7 separate regions of the Mus musculus genome follow, and regions 1, 2, 3, 4, 5 and 7 are each linked to region 6. The links are chromatin contacts, called in public Hi-C, promoter capture Hi-C and targeted proximity ligation maps. All regions are on one chromosome and are shown on one strand. The core of a region is the stretch at or near the end of the contact, and the rest is flanking DNA. Distances in the headings are between cores, read along the strand shown. Region 1 holds the start of Sart1 (squamous cell carcinoma antigen recognized by T cells 1). Region 2 holds the start of 4930481A15Rik (RIKEN cDNA 4930481A15 gene). Region 3 holds the start of Efemp2 (epidermal growth factor-containing fibulin-like extracellular matrix protein 2). Region 4 holds the start of Rnaseh2c (ribonuclease H2, subunit C). Region 5 has its middle 21 kb from the start of Ovol1. Region 6 holds the start of Sac3d1 (SAC3 domain containing 1). Region 7 holds the start of Stip1 (stress-induced phosphoprotein 1).

The links. Promoter capture Hi-C pulls out the DNA fragments that hold promoters and counts their contacts. A called contact is a pair of places that touch in the nucleus more often than the background predicts. Capture Hi-C pulls out chosen DNA fragments and counts their contacts.
Region 1: a contact with region 6 is called in a targeted proximity ligation map of pancreatic cancer cells. A contact is called at or near these places in 4 of 39 promoter capture datasets (liver, neutrophils and pre-B cells), 2 of 130 datasets of targeted methods (bone marrow-derived macrophages and pancreatic cancer cells) and 1 of 9 other capture datasets (adipose tissue).
Region 2: a contact with region 6 is called in a targeted proximity ligation map of forebrain, with 4 times the contacts expected there. A contact is called at or near these places in 3 of 39 promoter capture datasets (liver and pre-B cells), 1 of 484 Hi-C or Micro-C datasets (CD4 T cells), 4 of 130 datasets of targeted methods (bone marrow-derived macrophages, forebrain, regulatory T cell precursor and 1 more) and 1 of 9 other capture datasets (liver).
Region 3: a contact with region 6 is called in a promoter capture Hi-C map of liver, with 2.8 times the contacts expected there. A contact is called at or near these places in 7 of 39 promoter capture datasets (the C10 cell line, embryonic stem cells, hippocampal neurons and 3 more), 1 of 484 Hi-C or Micro-C datasets (embryonic stem cells) and 4 of 130 datasets of targeted methods (bone marrow-derived macrophages, embryonic stem cells and pancreatic cancer cells).
Region 4: a contact with region 6 is called in a promoter capture Hi-C map of liver, with 2.9 times the contacts expected there. A contact is called at or near these places in 7 of 39 promoter capture datasets (the C10 cell line, cranial neural crest, hippocampal neurons and 3 more), 1 of 484 Hi-C or Micro-C datasets (B cells), 5 of 130 datasets of targeted methods (double positive thymocytes, embryonic stem cells, large pre-B cells and 2 more) and 2 of 9 other capture datasets (adipose tissue and liver).
Region 5: a Hi-C map of embryonic stem cells shows a contact between it and region 6, with 2.7 times the contacts expected there. A contact is called at or near these places in 2 of 39 promoter capture datasets (both in liver), 1 of 484 Hi-C or Micro-C datasets (embryonic stem cells), 2 of 130 datasets of targeted methods (bone marrow-derived macrophages and embryonic stem cells) and 2 of 9 other capture datasets (adipose tissue and embryonic stem cells).
Region 7: a targeted proximity ligation map of pancreatic cancer cells shows a contact between it and region 6.

Annotation. Positions count from the first base shown.
Region 1 is chr19:5,387,316-5,390,015 of GRCm38.p6, reverse strand. It overlaps Sart1 (squamous cell carcinoma antigen recognized by T cells 1), which reads left to right and starts at 1,313. Exons shown (of 20, transcript NM_016882.3): 1 at 1,313-1,701. The coding sequence starts at 1,389. It overlaps D330050I16Rik (RIKEN cDNA D330050I16 gene), which reads right to left and starts at 1,680. Exons shown (of 1, transcript NR_033224.1): 1 at 1-1,680.
Region 2 is chr19:5,405,367-5,408,066 of GRCm38.p6, reverse strand. 4930481A15Rik (RIKEN cDNA 4930481A15 gene) reads right to left here and starts at 1,252. Exons shown (of 4, transcript NR_027938.2): 1 at 984-1,252.
Region 3 is chr19:5,473,247-5,475,946 of GRCm38.p6, reverse strand. It overlaps Efemp2 (epidermal growth factor-containing fibulin-like extracellular matrix protein 2), which reads right to left and starts at 1,257. Exons shown (of 11, transcript NM_021474.3): 1 at 1,173-1,257; 2 at 769-886; 3 at 491-539. The coding sequence starts at 879.
Region 4 is chr19:5,600,618-5,603,317 of GRCm38.p6, reverse strand. Rnaseh2c (ribonuclease H2, subunit C) reads right to left here and starts at 1,445. Exons shown (of 4, transcript NM_026616.2): 1 at 1,238-1,445; 2 at 944-1,125; 3 at 749-868; 4 at 359-494. The coding sequence starts at 1,409. The coding sequence ends at 468. It overlaps Kat5 (K(lysine) acetyltransferase 5), which reads left to right. Exons shown (of 14, transcript NM_178637.2): 14 at 1-304.
Region 5 is chr19:5,537,832-5,540,531 of GRCm38.p6, reverse strand. It overlaps the pseudogene Gm31166. Among named protein-coding and RNA genes, the nearest start is that of Ovol1, 21 kb to the left of the region's middle.
Region 6 is chr19:6,117,217-6,119,916 of GRCm38.p6, reverse strand. Sac3d1 (SAC3 domain containing 1) reads left to right here and starts at 1,331. Exons shown (of 2, transcript NM_133678.3): 1 at 1,331-2,120. The coding sequence starts at 1,331. It overlaps Snx15 (sorting nexin 15), which reads left to right. Exons shown (of 8, transcript NM_026912.2): 8 at 1-518. The coding sequence ends at 54.
Region 7 is chr19:7,038,640-7,041,339 of GRCm38.p6, reverse strand. Stip1 (stress-induced phosphoprotein 1) reads left to right here and starts at 1,314. Exons shown (of 14, transcript NM_016737.2): 1 at 1,314-1,460. The coding sequence starts at 1,452.

The sequences.
Region 1 (2,700 bases), core at 64-2,563, 730 kb after region 6:
TGTGGGTCGGAGATAGGTAGCGGAAGTGGGTGGCAGAGGTTGAGCTGTTTCCCCCACGCCCTGGAAACCCAGGCTACACCTCATTCTCAACAAGCCGTCTCTCTACTGAGGCGTGGGGCACCGGAAAGGAATCCGCTGAGACTTTGCCATGCTTTCCCCAACATGCCAGGGGACCTAGAAATCTTAGTGAACAGGACCCTGCCTCTGAAGGCGCTCAGTCTCGGGGTGGACCTTCAAAGGTGCCCATCCCCCACACCAAACCACACCAGCGAGGTGCTACACCGGAAGTCCAGAGAGGAGCAACGACTATCAGATGGGAGTGTGTGAACCCTTAACTTAAACCCTTAACCCTTTACTCAACCCAAAACAAAGCAACCAAACTAAACAAACAATCAAACAAACAGAAACCCAGGAAAAGTCGAGAAAAGCATGTAATCCCAGCCTGGGCTACATAGTTAACAGGCTAGACAGAACGGGAAAAACAAAAAAAGGAGGGAAAGCATATACATGCACAAATGTGCCGAATTTGCACTCAAGCCTGGAGTGGCCATGCACACGAGAGGCTGACAGAGGGACTGTGGTGGGTTTGAAGACAGCCAGGGGTAAGTAACAAGTACTAGACCTACCTTTACAAAAAAAGAAAACTAGAAACAAACCATCACTCAGTATCACCAGGTTTATAGGCACAAATTCAAAGAGCACTCCAAAGCCTAGTTAAAAAGGTCCAATCCAGCTGGGCGGTGGTGGCGCACGCCTTTAATCCCAGCACCTGGGAGGCAGAGGCAGGCGGATTTCTGAGTTCGAGGCCAGCCTGGTCTACAGAGTGAGTTCCAGGACAGAGAAAACCCCTGTCTAAAAAATAATAATAAAACGGTCCAATCCATCAGTCTAGGGGACATAGGATGACGGTAGCGTTCGCTAAAAGAAAGAGTATTTTCCAACTCTGGATGGAGCCCCGGCACTAGGGAGCTTGCTTGGACAGTCACTGGAGAGGGGGCTGCCCACAGAGAGACTTGAGGCACAGAGCACCACGAAGCGATCAGAGTGGAAGGGGAAGGAGGCAGGGGAAACTTCTAGCTCCGGAGATGATGACCCAGTACCATGCTAAAGTTCTTACGGCTCTACGACTACCATCTTAGATGGCGCGAGAGGGTGGACGGCGCAGTCTCTACAGGTGCGCGTGCGCAGAGACCAGTAGCTGGCAGGCGGGACCGCGCACCCTCAATCAGTCCCTCCCGTGAGCCTTTGGAGGTTCCCAGGCAGGCCCCGGAAACAGCCCCTCTTAGTTTCCGGCAACAGGAACGGGGCGGTCGCGCGACCCGGAAGCGTTCCCATTTCGCGTCGTCTGGGCTAGGGTAGCGGCCCGGCTCCAGGCGGACGCAATAATCATGGGGTCGTCAAAGAAGCACCGTGGCGAGAAGGAGGCGGCCGGGACGACGGCTGCGGCCGGGACTGGGGGCACGACCGAGCAGCCGCCACGGCATCGCGAGCATAAGAAACACAAGCACCGGAGCAGCGGCGGCGGCAGCAGCGGCGGCGAACGACGGAAGCGGAGCCGGGAGCGTGGGAGTGAGCGCGGGAGCGGGCGGCGTGGGGCGGAAGCCGAGGCCCGCAGCGGCGCGCACGGTCGCGAACGAAGCCAAGCGGAGCCCTCGGAGCGGCGCGTGAAGCGGGAGAAACGCGATGACGGCTACGAGGCCGGTGAGGGCGGGGCCCGGGGGCGGGGCAGGGTCTTGGGATGCCCAGGACGGAGGGTACGGGAGGACCTCGAGGGCCATCTGCCTCTCGGGTTAAAGACGTCCTCCGGGTGTTTGGGGTTAAACGTTGACGTCTCCACGTTAAGCTTTAAGAAGACAGGAGTCTTCCTGCCTTCCCTGTCTTCCTGGCACTTCACAGCAATGCATTGGGTGGGTGAATGAGGTGGGACGAGCGTGTACAGACAATCGACCAATAGCTCATAGCGGAGACATGAAGCAGTAAGATAGGCTTGGGTCTGAACCAGCGCTGTAAGCCCTGTTGAGAAGTTTGGGCTTTGTTATGAGGATGGTAGGGAGCCAAGGATTTGAGTAAGCAAGTGACTTGAATTGCATGATATTTTATGAAGATCAGTGGGTTGAGAGCTTGTCAAACGTAGGACCAGAGATCAAGAGATCGGGAGGGAGGTCCAAGCAACCAGGTGAGGGCTAATAGTATGCATGTTTCTCTATGCAGCGGGCCGGAGAGAAGTGGACAGATTGAATAGGAATTCGGTCTGATTGGCCTGGTGAATGGAGGTGTCATCTGTTGGAACTGAGTTTAGAAGAGAAGCAGATTTGAGGCAGGGGAGAATGACACAGTTTTGGGAGAACTTTATGTTTGGTGTATATGGGAAACCTTACAGTTTAAGTGAGATAGAGTGACTTTGGGCTGGTGTGTATTCAGGAAACCAAAGAAGTGCCTTAGAACATGTGGAATGAGAACGAGAGTCAGGCATAGAACCTGCTAAATTCCAGTAGTTCAGTTGTGGGCAGAGGAACATGTTGAGGAGCATAAATAGTAGCCAGTGGCAGGAACCCACAGTCTGCCCATAGGATCTATGCAAAGAGAGCATTGCTGAAGTGTGATCCACCACAGGACATTAATCTTTTAAACAAAGGATTGTTTTTATGTTAATGCATTTGAGTATTTTACCCTCATGTGCCCGTGCCAGCAGAGGTCAGA
Region 2 (2,700 bases), core at 3-2,502, 710 kb after region 6:
GGTGACCCCCCTAAAACATAAAATAGGGGATAGTGAGGTGACTCAATGGGGAAAGTGCTCTCTGTGCAAGCCGGATGACATGAGTTCAATTCCCAGAACCCACATGAAAGTGGCAAGAGAGAACAAAGTTGACTTCTGACCCCACATACATGCTGTGGCAGTAGCCACCCCCTTCCTATCATGCACACACAATAACAATAAAAATAAATAGAACAAATGAATGAGTGATTTAAAATAAAGTGACTGGTTTTACGTCACCGTCAGATCTCTGAGCTTGACTCACTCTTACTTTGTGTTCGCCTCTCTGAACTTGATTTAGAACAACACAGTTGCTGCTCTCCTGGCCAGTGGAGCCCCTACCATCGAGCACAGAGGGAAGCGTCCTTCCTATCCTCACCCTCTACTCCAAACTCCTGCTCTCCTATTGTAAAGGGATGGGAGGAGAACGGTGGTAAAGGAGGAGTGGGCATGACTGGCTCCTCCAGGTGCTGGATAAAGCTACTCCAGCAAGATAAAGCTACTCCAGCAGGAAGAGATGCTCAGCAGATGGGAGAGTGTACCACAGATGGGAGAGTGTACCACAGATGGGAGAGTGTACCACAGATGGGAGAGTGTACCACAGATGGGAGAGTGTACCACAGATGGGAGAGTGTACCACAGAGGGTTCAGCTTCCAGGTCCCACATAGCGGCTCATAACGATCTGTAACTTCAGTTTCAGTGACCAGCGCCCTCTTCTGGACTCTCTGGGCATGTGGGGCACGGACATACACGCAAGCAAAACATCCTTACACATTTAAAGAGTTTAAACTACAAAAGCTGTTCTTATCTGTGGGTGCTGCCTGTGTTTTCTGGGACACCTTTCCAGATCGACCCCAACTTCAGCAAATGGTAGCCCCTATGTTTCGATGGCTCTGATTTTCTTCCCTCTGGCACACGCAGACCCATTCTATGGGGGCTCCCCTCACAGGATCCGTTTTTTTACCTTAGGGTTAGTCAGTCTCCACTGCCAGGCCATACGCTTGCTGGAGGTCACGGCACTACTGACGCCCTGGGCCACCACAACACCAGTGAGCCTCTTGAGCTTTCTTAGAGCACTTAGTACCAGATTTAGAATTAGAAGACAATTCACCAGTCAGGCGTGTGGTGCAGGCCTTTAGTCCCAGCACCCAGCAGGGGCAGGTGGATCTTTGAGTTTGAAGCCAGCCTGGTCTACAGAGTGAGTTCCAGTCCAGTCAAGGTTACATGTTGGGAGCCGCCCCCACATTCGCCGTCACAAGATGGCGCTGACATCCTGTGTTCTAAGTGGTAAACAAATAATCTGCGCATGTGCCAAGGGTATTTTACGACTACTTGTACTCTGCCTTTCCCGTGAACGTCAGCTCGGCCATGGGCTGCAGCCAATCAGGGAGTGATGCGTCCTAAGCGAAGGATAACTCCTCCTTAAAGGGGACGGGGTTTCGGCCATTCTCTCTTGCTCTGCGCGCCCGGCGCTCTGGCTCCTAAAGATGTAAACAATAGAGCGCGCTCTGCGCTTTGGCGCGCCGGAGCTCTGGCTCCTAAAGATGTAAGATTGGGGTGGCTTTCGCTTTTGGGGCTGGGGGTTTGCGCTCCTGGCTCCTGAAGATGTAAGCAATAAAGTTTTGCCGCAGAAGATTCTGGTTTGTTGTGTTCTTTCCTGGCCGGTCGTGAGAACGCGAATAAGAGTTACACAGTGAAATCATGTCTTGAAAAAAAAAACAAACATAAAAAAGGAGGAGGAGGAGGAGGAGGAGGAAGAGGAGGAGGACAGGAAGAGGGAAAGAAGACAGTTTAGTAGCTTCAGGTTTGAGATCTCAGCAGGATACCAGCTGTTTCCAAACTGATGTCATTACCAACTCACTCTCTCAAAATTTACCCTAGAGGCTGGCAAGACACCTCAGCGGGTAAAGGAGCCACGAAACATAACGTCAACCTAAGCTTGACAGCTGAGACTCACACGGCAGAAGGGGAGAACTGACTATAAGTTATCCTCCCAGTGGTCACATGCATCCCAGACCACACACCCCAGCCTATCCACAAATAGATAAATAAGTGTAAAAGTCTAAGAAATCTACCCTTGCACCGGGAGCACGTTTCAGGAGGCAGGGTGCGTGCCTGGGATGCAAGAAGCCTTGAGTTAAGGGTCCAGCACCAAATAAACCAGGCACAGTGGCGAGCACTGTAATCTCCACGCTAGGGAGGTGGAGGCAGGAGGATCAGAAGTTGAAGTTTATCCTTGTCTGTATAGCAAGTTCAAAGCTAGCCTGGGCTACATTAGACTCTTTCTTAGATAGATAGATAGATAGATAGATAGATAGATAGATAGATAGATAGATAGATAGAATCCAATTTGAATCCATTCATACTTCTGACAAGGATGAGGGTCAAAAGTGGCAGAGTGTGGATCAGGCTGGGGCTGGAGAGACAGCTCAGAGGATAAGAGCACTGGCTGCTCTTCCAGAGGATTTCGGTTGGGTTCCCAGCACCCACATGGAGGCTCACAACTGTAACTCCTTTCCAGATCCAGTGTTCTCTTCTGACCTCAGCAGGCACTGAATTCATGTGATATACATACAGATATACTTGTGGGTAAAACACCCATACATATCAAGTAAAAATGTCAATATTTTTTAAAAAATTAAAAACAATTAAAATGTGGCACACACTTACAGTTCCAGCAC
Region 3 (2,700 bases), core at 8-2,507, 640 kb after region 6:
CTAGGCAAACTAAGGCTGCTGACCCAGAAGCCCTGCCAGGGATTGGCAGGACTGGGAGTGGGGCCCCCTGTTTCACACTGGTATCTCCATTCTCCTGCCTCCTCAAATCCCTGCCTCTACCTTTGCCCAAGAGAAATTTTGCGGGCCTGCCGACCCACGGGGCATGCACGGCTCTCCCAGGCTGCATTGGGATAAAGAGCTGGGCTAGGCAGGTACAGTGCAGTCCAGGGAAGGTGTGCGTATTTCCTTCTCTCTGGGCAATAGCCAGGTGCTCCCTTCCCTCCTGCAGGATAGAGGCCGTTTGTCCAGCTTCTTGAAGGGGCAGGGCTCCTAACTGAGTGGCACAAGGGAAGCATGGCTGGCTACCAAGCTGGACAGGGAAAAGGGCCATCAAGTTCCTGCAGCAGCTCTGGGAGGTAAGGTATCCCTGGGAAACAACAACCCCCTTCCCAGTTCCTGAAGATGGCTAGTACCCCAGACAGAGACTCACCCCGGCAGTGCTGGCTGTCTGCATCCCACTCATAGCCATCTGTGCATTCCTGGAAGGGAACCCGATGTGGCCAGTGACCACCCTGGCTGTCTCCACCAACTAGCCAGGCCAAGACCAGGGCCAGAGTTCAGAGTCATGCTCGGGTCAGCTCCACACAATGGCCTCCAGCTTTCCACCAACCAAGCCGGGGAGAATCTTGCCCAGAAGCAGCCTCCCCAGGATCCTGATCTCACTGTCCTTCCCATCCCATCCCAAGCTGGTGACCCCACGGTCCCCACCGTGTAGCTGTCCGGCTCCTCGGGATCCTGTGGGGACGCTGCTCCCAAGAGCAACAGCAGAAACGCCCAGAGCAGCAAAGACCCGGGGAGGCAGGAGGCAAAAGGGAGCATCCTGAGGCTGGGAGGTGGTGGGCAGAAGTCAGGGGTTTCTGCCACAGCACCCCCCATTCCCTCTATCTGGAAGGGGAGCCTGGGTCCCAGCTGTCTCGTCTCAGGACTGTGCTGAGGCTGGAACCTTCCAGGGCTGGGGACAGAATCCTTTCGCAGGCCTATGGCCCAGGCCCGCAATCCCGGACCGCCCCGCCCCCGCCCCGCGAGTCGTGAAGCGCAGGCCTCCCCGCTCCGCGCAGCACCGACTCGGCCGCCAAACGGCCCGCGCCCTCCCTCCGCTGGAGGCCACTCACGCGTCGACTCCAGCAGTGCCTGCGGGCGGGCGGACGGACGGACGGACCGCGCAGCTCACTGGACGCGCGGCCCCAGGAAGCGCCCCCCGCCCGCCCGCCGGCCGCGGCCCACCCCGGCGCCTCCGCCCGCCCTTCGGCGGATTCCTGAGCCCGCGCCAGGGGGAGGGACCCCGACCCCCCGGCTTCTCCGCCCCGGCCGGCCACAGGCCCCCACCCGGTCCCCCGCGGCGCTGCCTGGAGTCGCCTGCGGACGCCCAGCCAGAGTTTCCCAAAGTTTGGATCCTTAGGCCACTGACCTTGATGCTTGGCCCCCAAACTCACCTAAGGACCCCGGGCCTTCACTCAAAATGTTATTCTGCCCACCTAGACCCTATCTAACCTGTGCCTCCGGAATCCCATGCTGTGCATTCGCACCTCCGTGTAACCCGATTCTGCGCCTCCCAGAACCTACTAGGCATTTAATCCTCAGAGCTTCAAATTCTACTCCTTTCAGAATTTTATCCAGTGTTAAACCATCATCACTTAGATGATCCTAAAACTTCATCCAAGGTTTCCAGACCCTCGTCCAACTTAATTAATTGTCCAAATTAATTGTCCAATTCCCTCTGCATCCACATCCACGGCCTCCAGGTGGTCTCTTTACTTGGGGTACTGCTTCCCCAAGCCGTGCCAGCGCAAAACTACAGTAGTATGGGGGAGAGGGCAGCAGTATTCTTGGCTCGAAATGAATGGAAGCCCCTGGGAAGGCGGGCAAGCTTGAACTTGGGCGCGGAGGACACTAGGGCCCAGTGCCAGCCCTTTCCCGAGCCTCTTCCCATCCAAGTCCCCCACCCAGTTTCCGCCTCCGCCCCCAGCGGAGATCATGCCTTGGAGGCGGAGTCTGGGTGCCTCCAGCGCCCAGGAAGGGGTGAATGGGCGGGACTTCGCGTTGCCCACGTCTCAAGGCGGGCCTAGACGGGAAAGGGTTGCGTGTCCAGGGTTCCCGTGCCTGGCCCAGACCGCTAGCGGCAATAACCAGGTCTTCCTTAACTTTCCCTTACCCAACCTCTTTCCATCTTGTTTGTTTGTTTGTTTTTGTTTTGTCATTTTGAGACAGGGTCTCACATTGTGTAACTCTGACTGTTCTGGAACTCACTAAGTAGATGAGGCCTCGAACTCACAAAGATCCGCCTGTTTCTGCCTCCTAGGCTCTGGGATGAAAGGTGTACACTACCATGCTCCGCTCTGCCTTGACGTTTAAAAAAAAAAATCTGCTTCATTTCATTTAACTGTCTGAGTGGTAATGTATGTGGTATATTCGTGTGTACCTATTCACCTTATGTTTTAAGACAGGGTTTGTCGCTGGAAATTACTAATTTAGCTAGATTGCGTGGCCAGAGTGCCAGAGTGGTCTGCCAGTCTTCACCTCCCTGGCCCTCTAAGGGTTACAAACCTGCATCACCACTATAGCTGGCCTTTATGCTAGGGCTGGAAATCTGAACCCAGACCCTCATGCTGTGTAGCAAGCGGTTTACCCAATAAGACATTT
Region 4 (2,700 bases), core at 196-2,695, 520 kb after region 6:
GCCGAAGAACAGACCCAAGAGGAGAAGAGGCCTAGGAGGGGCCCACTAGTGGCCAGTGCCAAGGCAAGCTCAGGTCTAGGCCAACTCCGAGGATAACTGGCTTACTGGCCCAGGTCCGCTCTGAACACGTGGACCAAAGGGATCCAGGCAGCTGTGTACATTAAGATGGGTGGGGAGCATTCTGTACAGGACCGGTGATTGTAAAAATTTCTTTTATAAAGGAGGAGCTGGAGGGTGGGGTGGGCGCTGGTTGCAAAGTTCTGGCCCCTCTTGCCCCCAGAAATAAATTGTTTATATAGGCAGAGCTATCAGGAGTTCTTACCAAACTGGGTGCCATGTAATGGCAGCTTCAGGGTGCTAAGGTGCCCACAGACTCAGGCATTGTGAAGATCTCATTTATTGGGATAGAAACAGTCGCTCCAAGTGGTGAGAAGGGATCTGTGACTGTCATTCTCATGATCTGGTTCTCAGTCCTCAGGGACCTGGGCGTGAATCTGCAACAGGAGTCACTTCTACTTTGTGACTTATAATACACAGCAGTTGGGTGGGGACCCAGCTGCTCAGGGTGATAGCCTCGTCTAAGAGAAAAGTGGGGAATGCCCCCCACCACTGGGAGTTTGGGCCTCCGGAGCCATGATCCCCGTGGTGTTTATTGCCCTAAAGCCCCCAAATCACTAGAGACACTATTCAAATCGGATAGAAGGACTGACCAAGTCTGAGGAGGAAAAGGGCTCCTGAGTATACGTACCGCTGCTGCGAGGCTGGGCCAACCTAGGGCCCTATGCACTTTGGCATCTGGACCCGGGACCGTTTCCAGACCCCACAAGGTGAAATGGCTGAAGCTGCCGGTGGCCCCGATAAGGCGGTCCTGGAAAAGGCCGGGTTGAGACTCGGGACAGCAGCTACTGCCCTCACCCCAAACCTACCATCTCCCTTTGCTCACGAAGTCCCGCTCCAGCGGCTCCTGCGCCTCGTCCGCTTTGTCCTCCGCGTCCCCGGAGAAGTTCAGTTTCCCTATCAACCCCTCTCCCTTCTCCTCCGTCACCATCACGAATCCCGCAAACCCTGGCGGCACAGCTACCTCCTCGCCCCGCAGGCCGCGACCGCGAAACGACGCCTGTAGCCCTGCAGGAGGGACATGCAAAGCCATCAGGCCAGCCTGGCCACGGGAGGATGTACGGGTGGCGTCTGCCGCGGGCCACGAAGCCCGAGAGCCGCGGGGCCTGCTCGGACTCACCGTCTGCATCGTGGCGGACGGCGGGCGTGAAGAAGCGATCTACCGGGGCCGGCCGGCTGACTAGAACGTCGCAGGGCAGGAGGTGCAGCTTAGCCGGTGCGGCACCACGCAGCGAGCCAGGGCGCAGGTGAATACGCTGTTTCCCGTCTGCCGCTTCCTCCGGGTTCTTCATCTCAGAAGCTTGTAAGGTTCAGGCAAAAGCTGGCGGGTGAGGAACGCAGGGCCTGTCGGGAGACCGAGCACACTAGATGCAGAGCCTTATGGGAAACGTAGTCTTTTCTCTGGCTGTTCTCTGTAAGCACCTGCCTTCCTGTGCTCAAGTCTTTATGTGTGATCTCATTCTTGTGCCTCCACTTCCCAGTGCTGGGGTTTAGCTTGCGCCACCGTGCCCACCCAGCCCTAATATTTTTATGGTTTTTGTCGTTTGAAAGCAAGCAAACAACAACAAAAAACTGAACGGATTCCTAGAAGAGTCCTATTTAAATAGGTTGTCTGACAAACTATTTTTGGTGGTGATGAGGATTGGACTCAGGGCCTTGGACATATTAAGCACGTGCTCTAGGACTACCATCCTGTAGGGAAAAAAGGCCAAAGAAAGAACACCCGACCCCTGACTTGACTCTAAAACCAGTGTAAATGTTACAGCTCTGAGGAGAAAGGTATCCTGGCAGTTGGGAGCCAAAAATACTACGAAATCACATCCTACAACAAACCTCACATAAGAGAGTTATTGGAAAAGAGACAGGAGGGAAGGCGGCTGTCTCTGCTCAGAAGCAGCAAAGAACGGAGCAGGAGGGTTTTGGAGATGGGGCAGAACTATCCAGAGTGCTCTGAGAATGGAAGGATTTTGCAACCTGATGTTGGGGCAGCTCAGGGACTGATGCAATCTGTGGCTTCATCTTGGGTGGGTTTTGTTGTTTTGTTTTTTCTTTTCTTTGTTTGTTCGTTTGTTTGAGATAGGGTTTCTCTGTGTAGCCCTGGTTGTCCTGGAACTCACTCTGTAGACCTGGCTGGCCTTGAACTCAGAAATCCGCCTGCCTCTGCCTCTCCTGTGCTGGGATCAAAGGCCTGCGCCACTATGCCTGGCTTGTTTTGTTTTGTTTTGTTTTGTTTTGTTTTGTTTTGTTTTTTCCTTAAGGCAGGGCCTGGTTAATTTCCAGTGGGGCTGGACATAATGATTAGAGAAGTCTTGAGGGCAGGGCCTGGCTGCTCAAACCTCAAGGGAAACACACTGCCCCTGGCCTGTCTCCATGCCTTAAGACTTGGAGATTCCAGCAAATAATATTTCACTGTTGGTCTCCAAGTAATCCTTCCAGCTGCGCTGTATTTCCCACCAGCTCACACTGCACATGCCCCACCAGCTCACACTGCACATGCCCCACCAGCTCACTGCACATGCCCCACCAGCTCACTGCACATGCCCCACCAGCTCACTGCACATGTCCTACCAGCTCACACTGCAC
Region 5 (2,700 bases), core at 137-2,636, 580 kb after region 6:
AGTCTCCGCATCTGTAAACCGCAGTGACAGAGAGCAGACTTGCGTGGATTAACTATGTTTCACGGCTTTGGAACTACAAACGCCTAAGCACATGCTGAACGTGACAACTAAAGAGATTCTATTTTTATATAAGTCTGGCAAGGAAGACAAGCAAGCAGGTGAGGTCACGTTTCCGGGAGCCCCGGGAAGCTTGGGCGTGCTGGCCGTGAGGGACGGTTTCTCCACATAGAGTTCAAGCAAATTCTTGGATCTCCAGGTCCAAAATAATATAAAACAAGCAGCTTATCCTGACAAGCTCAAGAGACAGTGATCGGCAGCCTTGAGGAAAGAATGTTGAAGGCCCCATGAGACATCCCGACGAGCCATGTACTGAGCACAGAAGAAGGAAACAAGACAACCCGCAAAGACCCGTGGCCTCCTCCCCCACTTGTTTACTGATGCTTTGGCAAAATGCTTGGGGCCTGAGTTGGGTGGACCAAGGATGCCAAGGCTTGTCATCTAAGGAGCCTGGGAGAGGCTGGGCGGTGATTCCAGTTGGATGGGTCCCCACCCTGCACGAGGCAGGAAGGCAAGCTCATGAATCATAAGCCCCTCTTGTCCAGAGCCGCTCGCTCACGGAGTTCTGACGGATCACTCTCAGCTTCCGTGGCACGGTCCTGAACAGCCTTCTAAAGTCCTGCTGACCTCAGACCACCTAACTGAAATGGATTTACCACAGCCAGCTGGCTCTGCCTTGGCCAGACTCTTAACTGTGGCGCTTTTAAATGAGAAGCATGAGCTGCGACTCGGTTACCTTTGAACTTGGAGTTGTGTATTTATTTCTCTTTAGAATGTCTCCCTGTAGGCCTCGCATCTCTGCCTCCTGCATGCTCAGATTAGACGCATGTGTTACCACGTCTAGCATCAACCAACCTTCCTTTTACCTTTGGCTCTTTCAATGATGCCCCATCCACCTTTTCCTAGTTGGGAATTCTTGTAGTCATTCCTCTCCTACCTCCTCAGTTTCCCCACCTCAAATCTCTTCTCCCTCCTCTCTTTCCAACCTGCGCCCCCCATGCTCTTCCTGCCTGGCACCTGCAACCCAAGGCCTTCTCATGACAGCTACTGTGAGTTCAAGCGCAGGGAACATCTTGTAGGGTGAAGAGCTACCCATCCTTTTTTGTCTGGGGCCACCAAGGCTGAGTATCCAAGCCCCCCTACTCCTCCCTCCATTTCCCAGTTCACCCAGCGAGGCTACACTTTTCTCCCAGTTTTCCTGCCAGGTCCCCCTCTCCCCCAAAGCTCTCTCTCTCCTGTGGGAGTCCTGGGGTTTATCTACCCCTTGCTGGTGCTGACATGCCCTAGACTGAAGGCGCGCTCTGCAGCGGGCGAGCTCAGCAGCACAGGGTGCTGCTGTCAAAGGAGGCAGCAAGGATCCGCTCTGCTTGCCTGGGTTCTTCTGGCTCAGTTGCTGCCTCTCTGTTCCAGGCAATCCTGTTTACCTCCCCCATAGCCAATGGCCTGTGAAGACCTGGGCAGAATGGGAGTTCTTCCTGTCTCTTTTGTGCCTTAGAACCCTTCCCACTATGTTTTCTTTCTAATCCAAATCTCATTTCGAAATCTCCTGCCAGAGGGGTTTCCCAGCCCCTCCCAGTTTTGACTCAACCTGCTGATCACAGCACTTCTGAATGAAGAACAGAGACCTCAGGTGGGATTGGCTTGCCACCGGGCCCTGGGGACACTCCTGTGTACACCGCTCACCCTACCAGCAGCACCCAGCCTTATTCTCTACCTCCTGTTCTAAGAAGGAAAACCAGGTAGGTTTGAGCAAAGACTAAGGACTGGCTGGACAGCAGACAGCAAGCTGGCCATATTCCTGTCCTGGAGCTGCAGCTTCAGGCTGGGTCTGCACCAGGGACCCAGGAAGTGACCAGATCCTTCGTCTTCCCCACAACGTCTAGTGACAGCAGTTCTGCCTTTTAGTTCCCACCTGTGGCTCCACAGGTTAGCTTTTTAGACCCACCCACCCCTGCACCCCCTAGCCCTCCCCCCAGCATTGCCTAGTCTAGAGTGAATACAAACGTGGCCTGTCTTTCATGGGCTGCCTGCCCTGTAGCTGAGGGCCTTGCTCATTCTCCACAGAGATGACCCTGGGGGCGCCTGGAGGGTTAGCGTATCACCTCCTTATGCTAGCTTTATAGCGCAAGGTTCCGCTCACAACTCTTTCCCAAGAACAGTTTTGGCACCTAAAGGAACGCTGTGTTCCCGTGGTGTTGGTTTGATGAAATTAAACAGTGAGTCTTTTCCACTCCCGGCTCCAGAGTTACTGTTGTCTTTCTGATCTGCTCTCCCTCATGCCACTGCCAGACTCCTCTCATCTGAGTGAGTTCTCTCAGACTTCTGGGAATCTCAGCCTCTCCCAGGAATGCCTCCTCTCCACACTCCTGTCTTAAAATGTCTTTGTCCTCAAGGCTCTGCTGTGAATAATCGGCATGGACAAATGGCTCTTCTACACTTAAGCCAACATATGCCTCATACAAAATCCAACTCCATGCCAGGCTGGTGGCTCCTTAGAAGGCTGAGGCAGGAGGATCACAAGTTCAAGCCTACCTGGATTACAGAGTGAAACTGAGGCCACCCAGAGTAAACTGTTAACGCCCAGCCAAAAACAGAGAGAGGTGGGCGTTGGAGGCTCTCACCTTTATCCCACACTGCAGAGGC
Region 6 (2,700 bases), core at 82-2,581:
AAGGCAGCCGAGTACCTGAAGCGGGCAGAGATGCTTCACACACACTTGCCCTAAGGGGTGGACCCTTCCTGGGATGTCAGCTCCAGCACTGCCAGCCACCCCCACTGCTCTCTTTGGGACCTGGCCGTGCTTCCTGCTCGTATGACTACCAGGGGCCATATCTGTATTAACTGGATCAAGTATAAGAAAAGCAAAGACTTCTCAGCTCTGACCTGCCTGCCTCCTTGGAATTAGACTTGAACTTCTGATCCTGCCTATCTGTTCTATGTGAGTGGCATCTGGGCCCCTAACCTGTCAGTTCACCCATCTAGACCAGAGTCTGTAGCCAGACCTGGCCCACTGCCTTTTTTGTAAGGCCCTTGAGAGCCTTCCTTCCTTTCTCTTTCTTTCCTTTCCTTTCCTTTTCTCTTCTTCTCTTTCTTTCTTTTTTTTTATGGTTGGAAGAAAAAAGATTCTTTGACTAGTGAAAATCTCATAAAATTTAAATACGTGTGAGTAAAACACATGCCTGAACACAACCAGGTCCATTTGCTTATTATTGTCTGTGGTTGAGTTTACATTGTACCAACAGAGTTGAATAAGCGGTGTCTGGCACATCATACCCATTATGTTTATAAGAAGATAAAGAGAGGAGGAATATGTTCCATTGAGGTGCTTCAGCTGGCCCTTGCCAAGGCATCCTATCCCCCTGAGGGACCAGCCAAGCGATGGTAATAGTAGAATTTATTCAGGACATGGGAAGGGGAGTTAAGAGGGTACTAGAGGCAGAGAAAGGCAGAGAGAGGAGGGGGGGAGAGAGAAGTAGAGGAGTAGAGAATTAGAAGCTGGCCATGAGCACAGGGAGGGGGAGGGGCAAGGGACTAGAGCAGGAGCAAGAAGGCAAGAGAGAGGAGGGGGCAAGCAGCCCCTTTTATAATGGGTCAGGCCTACCTGACTGTTGCCAGGTAGCTGTTGGGTGGAGCCTACCTGGTTGTTGTCAGCTAACTGTGAAGTGAAGCTTAGACAGAATGCTAATAATAACTATGAATGAGTGGCCGCGCCTTTAATCCGGGAATTGGAAGGCAAAGAGACAGGCGGATCTCTACTGAGTCAGCCTGGTCTATATAGTGACTTCCAGACCATGCAAAGGTACACAGTTAAAACAAAACGCATAGGGAAACAATGAAGAATGACAGGCACGCAGCACTAGCTGAGTGTGTTAAAGAAATAATAGACACGTACGTAAAGCAGGACTTGCTACTTCGAGAGCCCTAAGAACAAAAAGCTAAACCAACAAATCCCAGCCCTGGGGAGGTGTGGCCTGCGTCGCGGGACTACAAACCGATGCATCATGGGACGATTTAAGGGGGAAAACCGAAGCCAGGCGCGATGGATTATGGGAGGCGTTTCTAAAGGCCGCGGGAGCGGCAAATCGAGAAAGCCGCGGCAGGCTGCGTTTGGCCAGACTGGGGCTCGAGTCTGTCCCTCGAGCCCACGGCAGGATGCAGTGCCGCGCTTCCGCTGGCCCGGCGATGCTGAGTGTGCGTCCTCTACCCACACCCCTACCATGTCCGGCTGCAAACTACCCATGGGCCTGTGCCCAGACATGTGCCCGGCCGCCGAGCGCGCCCGACGCGAGCGCGAGCGCCGCCTGCACCGACTGGAGGTGGAGCCAGGCGGCCGTGGGAACGCTCCCCGAGCCGACCCCAAGCGCACAGTGAAGGAGTACAGCCGGCCGGCAGCGGGCAAACCCCGGCCCCCGCCAAGCCTGCTGCGGCCGCCGCCAGTGCTCTTAGCCACCGTGCGTTATCTGGCCGGTGAGGTGGCTGGCCGCGGCGACGTGTCGTGCGCGGAGGTGGCGAGCTTTGTGGCCGACCGCCTGCGCGCAGTGCGGCTAGATCTGTCGCTGCAGGGCGTGGACGACGCGGACGCAGCGACAGTGCTGGAGGCTGCGCTGGCCACGCTGCTGGCCGTGGTGGCGCGGGTGCGGCCAGAAGAGACGCGCGGAGCCGCGGACCCGGTGCTGCTTCAGACTCAGGTGCAGGAAGGCTTCGGTTCGCTGCGGCGCTGCTACGCGCGGGGCAAAGGCCCCTACCCCCGCCAGGCTGCTTTTCAGGGCCTCTTTCTGCTCTACAACTTGGGTGAGTCGATCCCAGAGAACTAAGTGCGGGGACCCGAGGAGCCTGGGGTGGGGAAGACGCAATTGTAGCAGCAACGGCGAACTATAGCTTGGGAGTACTGTAACTTCCATCCCCCAGCAATAGCTTCTTCTTGGGAAAGTCAGTTGGTAAAAGTCCCGACGTGGGACCTCAGGTCTGACATTCTCAAATTGGCTGTTTTCTACATAGTAGAGGTGGAAGGAGGTAGGATAGTACTGAGAGAGTTGACCTAGAAAGCGCTTTCCAAACTTATAAGAACTGCTCCGTGGGCTGGCCCATAAACATATCTAACAGGAGGTGCTAAAAGATTCCCTTCTATGGGTGATTTAATTATAGGAAAGTCCAGTGGGCGTGGTAACAGGCGCCTTGTATGGGAACACTTTGGAGGCAGAGGCAGGCAGATTCTTTGATGATTTTATATGTGGAGACAATATATTTGTATCATACATGCACACAGTGACTCTTTGTTTTTTCTTTTTTTTCTTTTTTCCAGACAGGGTTTCTCTGTGTAGCCCTGGCAGTCCTGGAACTCACTTTGTAGACTAGGCTTGCCTCGAACCCA
Region 7 (2,700 bases), core at 65-2,564, 920 kb before region 6:
CCTGGCTTAATCATGCACTTTGTATACATGCCTTTTGTAATTAAAAAAAAAAAAAAAAAAAAAAAACAACCAAAAAACCTAACCTTTGTATTTTCTTTTTGTCAAACAGAAGGTTGGAGGCTCATGGGTAGAGGGCTTGTGTAGCACAGACAAGACCTTTGTTTCTATCTCCAGTCACCCAAAAAGTACTCTTGCCACATTTGGCTCACACCTGTAATTTCAGCACTCTGCCTCTTCCCTCTCCCTCTCTCTTGAGACAGGGTCTCACTATATAGTTCTGGTATGGATAGCTCTGGCTGTCCTGGACCTCACTATGTAGATCAGGCTAGCTTAAGAGATACACCTGCCTCTGCTTCCTGCGTGCTGTATGCCACCACCGCTCATTTCCTCCGATCTTAAGTGAGGCAGGAGAAAGAACTAGGTAGGCATAAGTGAACAGATAAGGGGTAACCGGATGGAGAGGGTATGCATTGGTGCTACTGGCACAGACATGGCACCGCACAGCCCACGTTCCTTATACAAATCCTGTCCAGACCCCTGATCATCAGTCTCTGTCGTTCCATAAGCTACACGCTAAGCCTGCAACCCAAGTAGCATTTCTGCTGGCAGGCCATGGTGACCAAAGCTTGCAGCTGAGTTCAGAGAGTAAGGGCCAAGCAGCCGGTCCGCCAGGACACTGCCGGAAAAGCGGAGGCCTGTCGTGGCCCGCAGCATTTTGGGAACATTCAACGCAGGCCCGTCATAGCCCGCAATATTTTGGGTACATTCCGGGCCTAATAGTCAGGATGCGAGGAAGCGCGGGCCAACAGTCTCAGACTCAGGGAAAACAGCTTGTAACGCTGTAGTTAAAGCCTAGGCGACACCGGGCCAGATGCTCGACTCCCCACGAACCACCAGCCAGCCGAGCACCCCCTTACAGGGCAGCGGCATAAACCAATCAGCGCCAGGAATGGCCAAATTTTTTTTTTTCCCCACCCATCCACCCAATTGAATGTTTCCTCTGAAAGGCGGTTCCGTCTAGGAGTCCTTCAGCCCAATGAGAGTTGTGGAAATTTCCAGAAAGAACAGGACCAATGGGTGCGGCCAGGCCAGCTACAATTGACGGACTAACCAACCAATCCGTGTCGTCAAGACCCGCTCCTCCCTCAGTTAGCCTAGCCCTGAAATAGGCGGGACTTGCCGCGGAGTGTCCAATCCGGAGGTGCAGAGGAGGCAGGGCTGAAGAGAAGACCCGTAAAAAACCAATGAAAGAGAAGTCACGATGATTGACTGAACTTTAAGCCTATAAAAGGGGCGAGCAGAGCCTCCTGGACGTGTTCAACCAGTGAGCAGGCGAGGAAGGGGCGGTAACCTGGGGGTCCCGGCAGCTTCTAGTAGGTTCCAGAAGGCGGCGCGTGCGGTTGGGAACGCGGAGCGGACGAATTCGATTCAACGGGGTTCCGGGCCAGGCTATGGAGCAGGTGAAGGGGGAGGGGCGGCCGGGGCCCCGGGGCAGCGCAGGCCTGTTGGCGGGGAGAAGCGAGTGGTTGGGGGGCCGGGTCGGGCGGCCGAGGCGCGGGCGTGAGAGCCGCGGTCGGGCGTGTGAGGGGAGAATGGCGAGCGCCCGTCGCCCCCGCGACCCGCCGAGTGGAGCGGGAACAGGCCTGGCCGCGGCCGGGCCCCGAAGCTTCTGGGGGCCGGGCCTCCTCAGCGCGGAGAGGCCCCTGTCGGCCGCTGCGAACTTGGAGGGATCCGGTGACCGATCACCCCAGCAGCCTTCGGGGTACACGGCATCTGTGTGCGCCCGGGAAAAGGACCCGCGCGACTGCAGAGAAGGCGGGCGCGGACAGTGTCACCAGGGCTCCCTGAGGCATACATATGTCGCCCCTCCCCCCACTTTTCGTAGTGACTGTGGGGTGACTGAGTATCCGACCCTTGGAAATTCCGTTCCCGATTACACAGGATTTAGTGGTTTTAGACAGTTGTGAGCCGATAGTGAGGAGCTAGAAGTCCCTGTCTCTACCGCTCAGCATCTGATCTGGGGCACAGAGGGAAACCTGCCGTCCTTACCTTGGTGATTTAGCTCAGGCTACAGTGGCCTGCATCTGAGGCCTGGAGAGGTTTTGTTACCTTGGAAGCTGTCATTGAACCGTTGTGATTCATCCAAACACACACATACAAAAAGAGCACAGCTTACTACTACTTTTACTGTGATGTATAAAGTAAAACCTTTTGTTCTGGAATAGTCACTGTGAGGGACCGTGGGGCCTCTCACCTTGTTAATAAGACTAAATGGAGAGGTTAATCAACTTTCTGTACCCTTGGAGTAATTAAACTGTAACTGCAGTACGGACAAGAGAGACGCTTTTTTGGTATGAGTAACACCTTGCTCTGTTACAACAAAAAGAGGTTGTTTTTCATTATCATTCATTCATTCATTGTGTGGCACTAGGGATCAAACACAGGGCCTGAATTTAGAGCTATGGTCTACCCCGTCCATCCTCCCCACCCTCCTCAGTGGGGAAAAATCCTGCCAGCCATTATACAAGTGTGCAAGTGTTCCTGTGGACTGCAAACTTACAGTAAGATGACAAATTTGAGCGTTGGGCTTAGAGATGGCTCAGTTGGTTCAGCGTTTGATGTCTAAGGATGAAGGCCTGGGTTCCGATTGCCTTTACCCACTAAATCGGTGAGGGGAGGGGAGACCCGAGCATCTCAGGC